2 separate regions of the Canis lupus genome follow, and region 1 is linked to region 2. Evidence: chromatin contacts called from public Hi-C data. All regions are on one chromosome and are shown on one strand. The core of a region is the stretch at or near the end of the contact, and the rest is flanking DNA. Distances in the headings are between cores, read along the strand shown.

What was found. A called contact is a pair of places that touch in the nucleus more often than the background predicts.
Region 1: a contact with region 2 is called in a Hi-C map of blood, with 6 times the contacts expected there. The contact joins the promoter of CCND3 here to the promoter of TOMM6 in region 2. A contact is called at or near these places in 4 of 9 Hi-C or Micro-C datasets (amygdala, blood and skin fibroblasts).

What each region holds. Positions count from the first base shown.
Region 1 is chr12:10,875,121-10,880,256 of UU_Cfam_GSD_1.0, reverse strand. It overlaps CCND3 (G1/S-specific cyclin-D3), which reads left to right and starts at 3,184. Exons shown (of 5, transcript XM_038554048.1): 1 at 3,184-3,611. It overlaps TAF8 (transcription initiation factor TFIID subunit 8), which reads right to left and starts at 2,221. Exons shown (of 8, transcript XM_038554054.1): 1 at 2,160-2,221; 2 at 1,220-1,376. The coding sequence starts at 2,204. It overlaps LOC111098258 (a long non-coding RNA gene), which reads right to left. Exons shown (of 5, transcript XR_005367697.1): 5 at 3,530-4,710.
Region 2 is chr12:10,659,849-10,664,356 of UU_Cfam_GSD_1.0, reverse strand. TOMM6 (mitochondrial import receptor subunit TOM6 homolog) reads right to left here and starts at 2,588. Exons shown (of 3, transcript XM_038554046.1): 1 at 2,388-2,588; 2 at 1,810-1,914. The coding sequence starts at 2,515. The coding sequence ends at 1,818. PRICKLE4 (prickle-like protein 4) reads right to left here. Exons shown (of 7, transcript XM_038554041.1): 6 at 3,886-4,090; 7 at 2,594-3,408. The coding sequence ends at 3,050. It overlaps USP49 (ubiquitin carboxyl-terminal hydrolase 49), which reads left to right. Exons shown (of 8, transcript XR_005367689.1): 8 at 1-1,260.

The sequences.
Region 1 (5,136 bases), core at 1,935-4,434, 220 kb before region 2:
GGTCCCCAGGATCAGGCCCTGGGCTGAAGGCGGCACTAAACTGCTGAGCCACACGGGCTGTCCTCAATTTTCTTTTCTTTCTTTCTTTTTTTTTTTTTTTCAATTTTATTTTCTAATGTGGCAAAAATCGCTCTATATAAAGCCCATGTAGACAAAACTCCTCAGGATCCTCAATATTTAAGAGTCTAAAAAAAAAAAAAAAAAGAGTCTAAATAGGTTCTAAGATCAAAACATTTGAGATCATTGCTTTAGGAAAACATTTGGTATTTAAAAGTTCCAAACAAAAAATAATAATAATAAAAAATAAAAAAATAAAAGTTCCAAACACCAGCTGCAGAGAGCCACCTCACCTCAGACCACGTCCTTCCTGGGGCAGCCCACATCGAGTGTCCGATCAAGAACTGAGTACAAATGCAAGGCCCTTTCAGCCTGATGTGGTGTACTCTGAAGTACAGGTGCTCCAGAGGTCCCCACTGAGTCAGTCAATTCTTTATTTGGCCTGCATTGCAGTTAATCTCCCCCCTGCCTAAAGCTTTCTCTCACTTTGATTTGTGTTGATCCCTCAAAAGACAAGTTAAGTAAGCCCATCTCTCATCCCATTCTACTTTCCACCACCCTGCCATGCTGCCACTGCCACCACCACTAATAAAACCCAAGCAGGGAAATACACTGTATATGCAGAAAAGCCTGTGTGAGACCATTCTAGGCTTCTCCAACTCAATGTGTTTCCTCTTAAGCATTTTTTTTTCCGTTCTATAAAACTTATTTACTCTCCCTCTTTGTATCACATACTATAGCATTTGATTATCCAATATATAGCATCTATTCATGGGACTTGATCATGACTCTGCAACAAAACTATAACTTCCTGGAATATAGAGAACAAGCAGCAACAACAGCACTTATAAACCATCAAGAGGTTACCAGGTTCCTAATATCAAGTGTCTTACACATGCACCTCACTTATCCTCACAACTCCAGGAGATACAAATTATTGTCCTACTTCACAAATAAGGAAATTGAGGTTCAGGAGGTTTAGCAACTTGTTCAAGCTATTAAGTGGCAGAGCGATGACTTACACCCACGTCCATCTGATTCTAAAGCCTGAAAGTCACTTTACTATGCTGTTCTTTTTCCTATCTTTAACACTATCAGAGTGCAAGACACAGCACAGATGTTTGGTTGACTCGAAAAGGAGCTATTGTTTCCTGGTACTTACAGCTCTGCAGCATCTCTGTCAATGTTTCCACGGATGCTTTTTCAGCACTCTCGAACCCTGCCTCTGTCAACAAGGAGCTCACGACCACTTGAAGGGTTCGCCTCCGGGCCAGATGGTAGTTATCAGCAGGGTTAGTGGATTGTTTACTTCCTGATCTCTGCGAATCAGCACCCCATTAAAAAAAATTAATTCACCCACAGGACAAGAATGCAATCCAACAGTTCACATATCGTCAATGGCAAGCAAAAGTTCTTTCGCTAAATATGTATTTATCAGTGCTTAATAAAATACGGTAGCCCCTGGTGTTAAGATTTATAAATCCTGGCCAACTGAGTAATCATCGAGTACCCAAGGGGTTCTAAATCCTAAGGAGCTACCTAAAACTTAAGATTCTAATAAGTTTTCTTACTTTTTTAGCAGATTATCAAAATATATAGCTGAAAAAACATGCATGATAGGATTGAATTCACATCCATTTCCCAGAAAAAATTAAAAAAAAAAAGGCCTTTCTCTTGTTCCTCGCATCTCCACACTCTGTCACTACAAAGAAAAATTAAAACAGCACCACACGATGCTGGGCATAGGAAGGCAAAGGGCAACCGCTCAGAAAAGTAGGAAAGCTAAATTATTCTGAAACGGGAATCCCTCCTAACTCAGGCTGGCCAATAAGAAGGCGAAGCCGGTCTCCCCGAGCCAATCAGGAGGTGTTCCGGGTTCCCAACCCCCAACAGCGGAGGAGCCAATCAGTACACCGGTCCGCCAACTCAGGAGGCCGCAGCCAAGTCCCGAGGAGGGGGGCATTTACGGCCTGAAAGACGCTCCTCCACCCGGAGCTCATGGTGGGGCTGGATTCCTGGCTGCGAGCTTGTTGCCCACACTAGGGGGAAGTTGCAGAATGCCCAGGCTCTCTCGGCTTCCGCCCCGCGCCTCCCGCCCTTACCGTTCCGGAGCCACCGGCCCCGGCAGTGGCCGCCGTGTCGGCCATCTTGCTCTGGCGTACTGTGCGCGAGCGCAGGGCAGGATGGGACTTGTAGTCGCCGAGCGGGGAGGGGCGGGGAGGGGGCGGGGCGGCGCGCACCCCTCGGAGCTCTCCTAAGCCCAGGCGGGTTGCGGGGGGCGGGGGGGGGGCGGCGGTGTTTGAGGATCCCGGCTCACGTGACCTACAGTGAGTGGTAGGTTCTTGGGGCCCCGGTGTGCCTCGGAATCGGCTAGGAAGATGCGCCCTCGGGTTTCGCACCTGTTTCTAGAGGAGATCGTTTCTCCCGCAGAGCACATCCCTGGGGCGCTCCAAACTTGCCTGTTGTTAGCAACACCTTTGGCTGCGTCCCGCTCGGTCCCAGGGACTCCCTCTCTGGGGACGGGGCCTGGGACTCTGTGTTGTGAAGCTCTGCAGGTGATTATCCTGAGCGAGTAATTTTGGGAAACCTTACTCTGCGCGCACCGGCCCCGCAGCCCGCCAACGTCCACCTGCCCCTCGAGCCTAGACCCGCTAGCCCAGGTCTTCCGCTGCATCCCGCTGCCTTCTCGCCCTCGATCCGCAGCGATGTGCGCGGGCGGCAAGAAGCTGTCCGGGGCCCGCCTCAGTCCCGAGGCGTTGCGACCCCGCGGTGCCTGTGGTTTTCTGCGTCTCACTCGCTCATCAGCCGCCCTGGACGGGGGTTCTCCTTGCCGGGACCGGGGACCCCCACTGCCCCTCCTTCAGTTCCGTTTGCGGGTGCCTGGGAGGGCGCGCACGCCGGGTTTGAATCCTAACATCGCAGGCTGTGAGGCTTCGGGCACGTTACCTAACCGCACTGTGCCTCAGTTTCCTTTGTGTGTGTGTGGAACAGGGGTGGGATTGCTAGAGAAGAAAATAAGCTAATACCCGCAGAGGATCTCGGGCACGTGCCAGAAGCAGAGCCGGAGGTCAAGACCCAGCACCTGAAGTTGTTTATTTCCTGCGCGACGCGCGATCGCCTGGCGAGCGCCCCGCGGGCCAGACTCTGGGAACCCGCGCGGCCCGGGCCCCGCAGGCGCACCTGAGCCCGGGGCGTGCCCCGCCCCCTCGCCCGGGCACGTGGGCCGGGGTCTGCGGGGCCAACCGCGGGCGGCCGGGGGAGGAGTCGGGGCCCACACTAGCGGCGCCGAGCACCCAGCCCCTTTGTCTCCCCCGCCCCCTCTTCCCCACTTCCTGCCCAGCTTTAAACTCGGGATCCGCGGCGCGGCGCGGACTTTGTAAACACGCGGCGCCTGCGGGGGTGGAGACTGTTTGTGTTGGGGCGCCCGGAGGAGGAGCGCACGCCCCTCGGCTCGGCTCGAGGCGGTGGCGACGCCCCCCTCCCCAGAGGCAAGTCCGAGGCGGCGGGACGATGAGGCCACAGTCGGTGCTCCGGGGGGCTCACCTGCTCTGGAGGTAGGCTTGATGGCTGGGGTGTCAGCCTCTCCACCCTTCGCTGGGGTGCCTCCAAGCTCAGGCTGGACGCCCGGGGTAGGGTCGGAAGGGGGTCGGTTAAGGGGGTCACTGCGTCCTCATCACCTCCCCATTGTCCCCTAAAGCTTGGCTCACTTTTGCACGTAGGTGAAGAGCAGAGACGCCCCCAAAGCCCTGAGCCCTGTCCCCACAGCCCCTCTCCCAGCTGACCCAGAAGCCCAGTGGCCTCCCTGGGTTGTCGTCGTTCTTCATACCTCAGAGATAGCAATGGGAGGTGAGTAGGAAGGCAGAACCGATGTGGGCAGAAGGATTAGGTCAGAGGAAGCGCCTGGAAGAAGGGACGCCTCAGTGTCCCTGTGGTGTCTGATGTGCACACAAGCCTCTTCTGCATCTTTTAATGTACTGCCAAGAAGAGTAACTGAAGAAATTGGTTGTTGTTACTAAGGGAGCATAATGATTTCATCTGCAAACATTGAGCACCTACTATGTGTCTGGGATTTATGGGATGCTGAGGGTACGATGATGTTATTCAACTACCACTGGTGTGGGTCACAGAAAACAACAGACATAAAGCACCAAGTTGGGCTGGCGAGGAAGACTCAGGAGAGAAGAGGACTTTGGAGTTGGATTCTAGGTGATGGATAGTCACCAGGCAGAGAAGTGGTAGGACTTTGGGGGCCACTTGTTCATTCTGCAGACCTGTACTGAACCCTGACTGTGGGGTTGGCATTGGAATACATTGAGGACCCAGATAGCCTTCCTGCTCTCTTTAACCTACTATCTAGGCATGAAGAAGAGGGGGGAATGAGCAGGATAAATTCAGGGAAAGGCAAGTTTCTGGGCTGGTCCCTAAGAATCCAAAAATTCACAGCTGCATGCAGCTGGGAGTCCACTTGAGGGTTATGTGACCATCCACACAATGTTGGGGTACCCATTCCTCATCCTTGGGCCTTAAGACTGTTTCCACTGTTTTCTCAATGCCACCCTCCTCGGTTCTCTTGGGGACCAGACATAGGTGAAGACAACTAGATCTCTCATTGTGTTCCTGCAGAATCTTCTGCTTTTTCAATTCCTCGGCTCCCTGGAGAGATGATTGATACAACATTAGATGAATTTATTCACCATCCATTAGCTATGGCTATATCTCCTGCACAGGCTAGATGTTGGGGACATAAACAAGTCAGAGCTTCTACTCTGCCTGGAATTTCCAATCAAAGGTATCTCTGAGAATTCCAGCAAGATCCTAGTCCTTGAGGCCATGACTACCTTGGTCTTTAGTGCTTCCTCTTTTTTCCTTCCTTCCCTCAAGGGTTCAGAATACCAGCTAATGCTTATATAGTACTGTCAGGCACTGTTCTAAATGTTTGGGGTATAGTGTCTCATTTAACCTCCGTAAGTGGGGCACCTGAGTAGCTCAGTCAGTTAAGCTTCTGCCTTTGGCTTAGGTCATGATCCCAGAGTCCTAGGATTGAACCCCACATCTGGCTCCCTGCTCCATGCGGAACCT
Region 2 (4,508 bases), core at 1,339-3,838:
GCCTATGAAGAACAGGAGATGCTTGTATTATCTTAGCAGTGGTCTGATGCAGATCTGAAGGGGCTTAGAATTTATGCTGTGGCTTAAGTTTCCTTTCTGGTCACCATGGGGGAGGGTTCAAACCCAAGCTTTGCTCTCATGCGTGTGACCATTTCTCATCCTAACACCTAGTAAGATGGGTGTTAAGACCTGTCAAGTCGTCTGTGGTCCTAGCGTAGAATCTTTCAGGGTCTTGGCTTCTTGGTAAGCAAGCCATCCACAGGCCTGAATTCACACATGCTCAACCTCCTCCCCAACAGATGGAGCCTACCTGACGACTGTAAGAGAACAGGACTTTGTAAAACATACACAATCTGATTCTCAAGATTTCTTAACGAGATTTATGCCGGTTAGGCCACTGTGGTGCATTCATACTGACCCCTCCATCCTTTCCAGTTCATACCCTTTAATCCCATATCCCTTCCATAGGAAACTTGACGTGGAAAAGCAGGATTTTAAAAAATACCTAATAGATGGGCTCCTGGCTAGCTGTCAGAGCATGCAACTCTTGATCTCAGGGTCATGAGTTGGAGCCCCATGTTGGGTGTAGAAAGACTCAATAAATAAACTTTTAAAAAATAAATGCCTAGAATAAAACAACCAGAACAAAATTGCCTAGGGGGAAAACTGTCTCTCTCCACATCTTTCTGAGCCTACATGAGTCTTTTCCACTGCCAGTTCCTTACATATTCCATTTCCAAAGAACTCCCAACTCTTGGGACAGTGGCACTACCGTGAGTTTCAGGTCAGAGAACATCTATTTCCTCGTGAAGGAAACAGCTTCCTCAAGCAGTGTCACTTAGTACCCGCTGCCCAGGCTGACTCACCTTGCCTCCACCTGCGTATCACTGCCCTCTTTCTCCCAAGAGATCCCACTCGATTATAGCAACAATGCCCCCCTGGTGCCTGGAAAACCCACCTGGTGCAGTAAAATGCTATGCAACACCAAATGGCTTCTTCCCCTACTTCTGCTCAACAGTGGAAATTCCTCAAAAATCACGTTTCACCTTATGTTGGCATCAGTGTACAGTGGCTACGGTTTTTTCTTTTTTTTTTTTCCTTTTAATATGAAGCAAACCATCTCTGTTACAATTCATGTTTGGGGCTCGTTCATGTCTCTTGAGTGTGAAATAAAAATCATGTTTTTATGATTTTTGTAAATCTTGACTTTTTACACCTTGTTTTTGTAAGCTGAAGTTTCTTATTAAAAGAATAAAATGATGGTCTTTGTATACGTCTTTATTCCAAATATTTCTTAAAATATCATTAGGTTATTCCTCAGGACAAGAGCAAAGATCACCTCCTGCAGAAACTTAGGAACTATGTACAGAACTTTACAGAACAGAGGACAACACTTTGGCTGAAACCTGACTGCTGACCAGAGAATGGAGTTCTGAGTGGGCTCAAGGAGACGAAGCAATTGGGAAGGGAAGGTGGTCTGATTGAAGCTTCAACTTCCAAGAGGGCTAAGTCTTGTGACGGTCATAAATTGGAGGCTCTAGTTTTGGAAGGTTCAAGTACAGCACAGGGGGTTCCATGTGTCTGCAATCAGACAACAGGACAACAGTGGCATTAGAAATGTAAAAGCACTGGAGGAAAATTAGTAAGAGACTCAAAATTCCTCATAACATCTGTAAACACATTTAACTAGGAACAGCCAAGGACTTCTATCAAATCTCCTTCCTGTATTTTGTGAATAGATGACAAATATTATTGCTTCTCTCAACCTCTGGAGCTCCCAGACCCGCAGAGCTCAGGTTAAGTTCTTACCTATTTGGCTACACCCCCGGCTGAGGTGCCATTAGGTCAATGTCACTCAAATTCCTAGCCAGCCAAACTCCCGCAGCAAAAAGTCCCAAATTGAGGATCAAGTTCCTGGAAAAAGAACATCTCATTAACCCTGTCGTCCCTGACTCACTTGTCTTTAGTTAAGGAAGGATACTGGGGGGAAAGACTTGCCATCACCGCCCTGGAAAAAGCTTCGGAGGCATAAACGCTTTTAGAATTGCAAGAACGTAGAGCTTTACAATGGTAGGTTGCCCAAGAACTACATGGTTACTTGGAGTCCGTTTCTGTATCCACGGAGCAGAATCAAATGCAAAGGACAATTAAACACTCGCCTAGGGCCGAAAGGCCTGTTTGTGTTGGCGCCTTTTTCCCGGGTCCCCCTGGTCAGGGTGAGAATTCTCTAGACATAGCCCAGTAACTCAAAAGATCGCTTCTGCCGCACGGGAACTCTCCCAGCCAAGGACCGCTCCAAAGCTCAGCCAGAGCAACGCAGAGGCGCCAGGCAGGGCGCAGGGGGCTCGGAGGGCCGGAAAGGGACAAGCTCCCGGGGCCTCGGTTACCTCCGGAAGTCGTTCCTGTCGGTGGCGAAACGGTAGACGCCCCGGAGCCAATCTCCCACGTTGTCTGGAATTTCGGGTGCTTCATTTGGCGCGCCGGCCGCGCTCACGCCGACCCCGCTGGAAGCCATAGCGGCACCCTCACGATCCGCAAGGCGTCTCCCGACGCACCGCGTAGGCGCCGGCGCCCGCAGAGCACGCCACTTCCGGCCTCGCACTTCCGCCGGCGACGGGCCGGCAGGGGGCGCCGCGGCCCGGGGGAGAGCGAGAGGTCCCGGGCTGCGCGTCCACGAGCTCCGCGAGGCGGGGAGCTCCCTCCAGGCCTGCGGCTTGCCCGCCTAGGCACGGCCACACGTGGTCTCTGCGTGCTCCCTTCATTGGCTCAGGAAGATGCTGGGGCGGGGCCGCCCCAGCCGTGGGGGTGGGCCTAGGGGCTAGCTCAGCAGGGGACGCGTAACTTTGCGGGGTGGGGTTCCCCCAAGAAAGTCTCCGTCTGAAGGCTTAGGATGCGCAGGCTTAAGAGGAGCACTCCAAGTTTGTGACCTGGCCGCCTCTCCCAGGGGTGCCCCTGACTGCGTTCAATCTAGGATGTTTACAGGGTGAGGAGATCCTCGCTCTCCCACCAAACCGATCACGCGCCCCTTCCCCTTCCCCGGGCTGCGCCACTAGCAAATGGCGCAGTGTCTCCTGGAGGTGTCGCTGTCCCCAGCCTGGAGGCTTCCGGGGGACTTCCAGGGACCGGGAAGGCGCTGGCCTAAGAAAAAGCCTTCGGGTTCCGAGTCCGAAGAGGAGGAGCAGGTGGGGCAGGGGGCGTCCTCCCTGGCGTCGAGCGGCTTCTCCAGCCGGCCCCGTTCCTGCCCTTGGGGTGCCTCCGTCCGGTCCCCAGCTCGATCTTCCTGCTCCGGGCTGGATGGAAGCGGCCCTCTCCGGGCCTCCGGGCCGAAGCGGGAGGCAGCGGCGGGAAGGGCTGCTCGGGAGACGGCCGCGGCGTCCTCCGCTCCGTCGAGGCCCGCCTCCCCTGTTGCTGGCCGGGCCAGAAACGCGGGTCTCAGAGCCGGGAGCCCCTCTCCCGGATCCGGGCGGGGAGGGCGCCAGAAGCCGGATCCAGCTGGGGCTCCGGCCTCTATCCCGCCCCGCCCCCGGGCCGTGCGCGCCGCCGCCGCCGCCGCCGCCGCCGCCGCGACGCCGCTCCCGGGCACCCCCCGCCCCCGCGCGTCCCCGCCGCCGCCCAGCAGAGGGCGGCCGCGTCCCCAGTCCGACAGTGAGTCCCGCGCCGCAGCCCCGACGGTGGCGCGGGGTGGGCTCGGGAGGCCCTGGAAGCGCTCCGGCCAGGGACGCGCGGTGAGAGCTGCGGGCCCCGAGGCTCGGGTCTGGGGGGTGCGGTGGGGGGACGGGACGGCGTGGGACCGGGGCGAGGGTCCCGGCCCGGGAGAATCCCCTCCTCGGCCCAGCCCAAGCCGCTGCCCCCTTCCCCCCGGATCTGCACCTTCTCCTCCCTTACCAGGGGACGCCCTCCCTTCCAGTGCCGGGGCCTGGCTGGAGCCGGCAGCCGAATAGCGACGCTCAAAGCAGCGGGGGCAGCAGGGGCCGCCCCCCGGCACGGCGTAGCGCCCCCCGCCCAAGGGCCCGGCGCAGTCCTGGCAGCAGAAGTGGTTCTCGTGCCAGCGCCGCCCCTCGGCCTCAGTGCAGCGCCGGGAGAAGATGAGCTGGGAGAGGGGGGAGAACGGCCCGTTCATTCATTCATTCACTCATTCATCCACCCAGAACCACGCCTTTTACCCAGTTAACGCTAAAGCACGTCTACCGACATCCCCTTTGATCTACTCAACCACTCGGGCGCAGGGAGGGTTGACTGGCCTAGCCGGGGTCCCGCTAGCAGGTGGCACCGCCTGAAGAAGCGCGACCCCGGTCGCCGGGACTCCCAACCCAGGGTTCCGCTCTGCCTCTTGGGCTCCCATTATGGCAGTTCCTCGCCTGATCAGGACAGCACTGGGCACCCGGCAAACCGAGATGAACGCCTGTCCCTGCTCCGGAGAAATCCTCTGAGTCCCAGAAAGTCTGGGGGCCTTTGCTTGCGGCAGGGGAGGGCACAAGGCGACGGGTCCCCATGCCCAGGATTCCAGT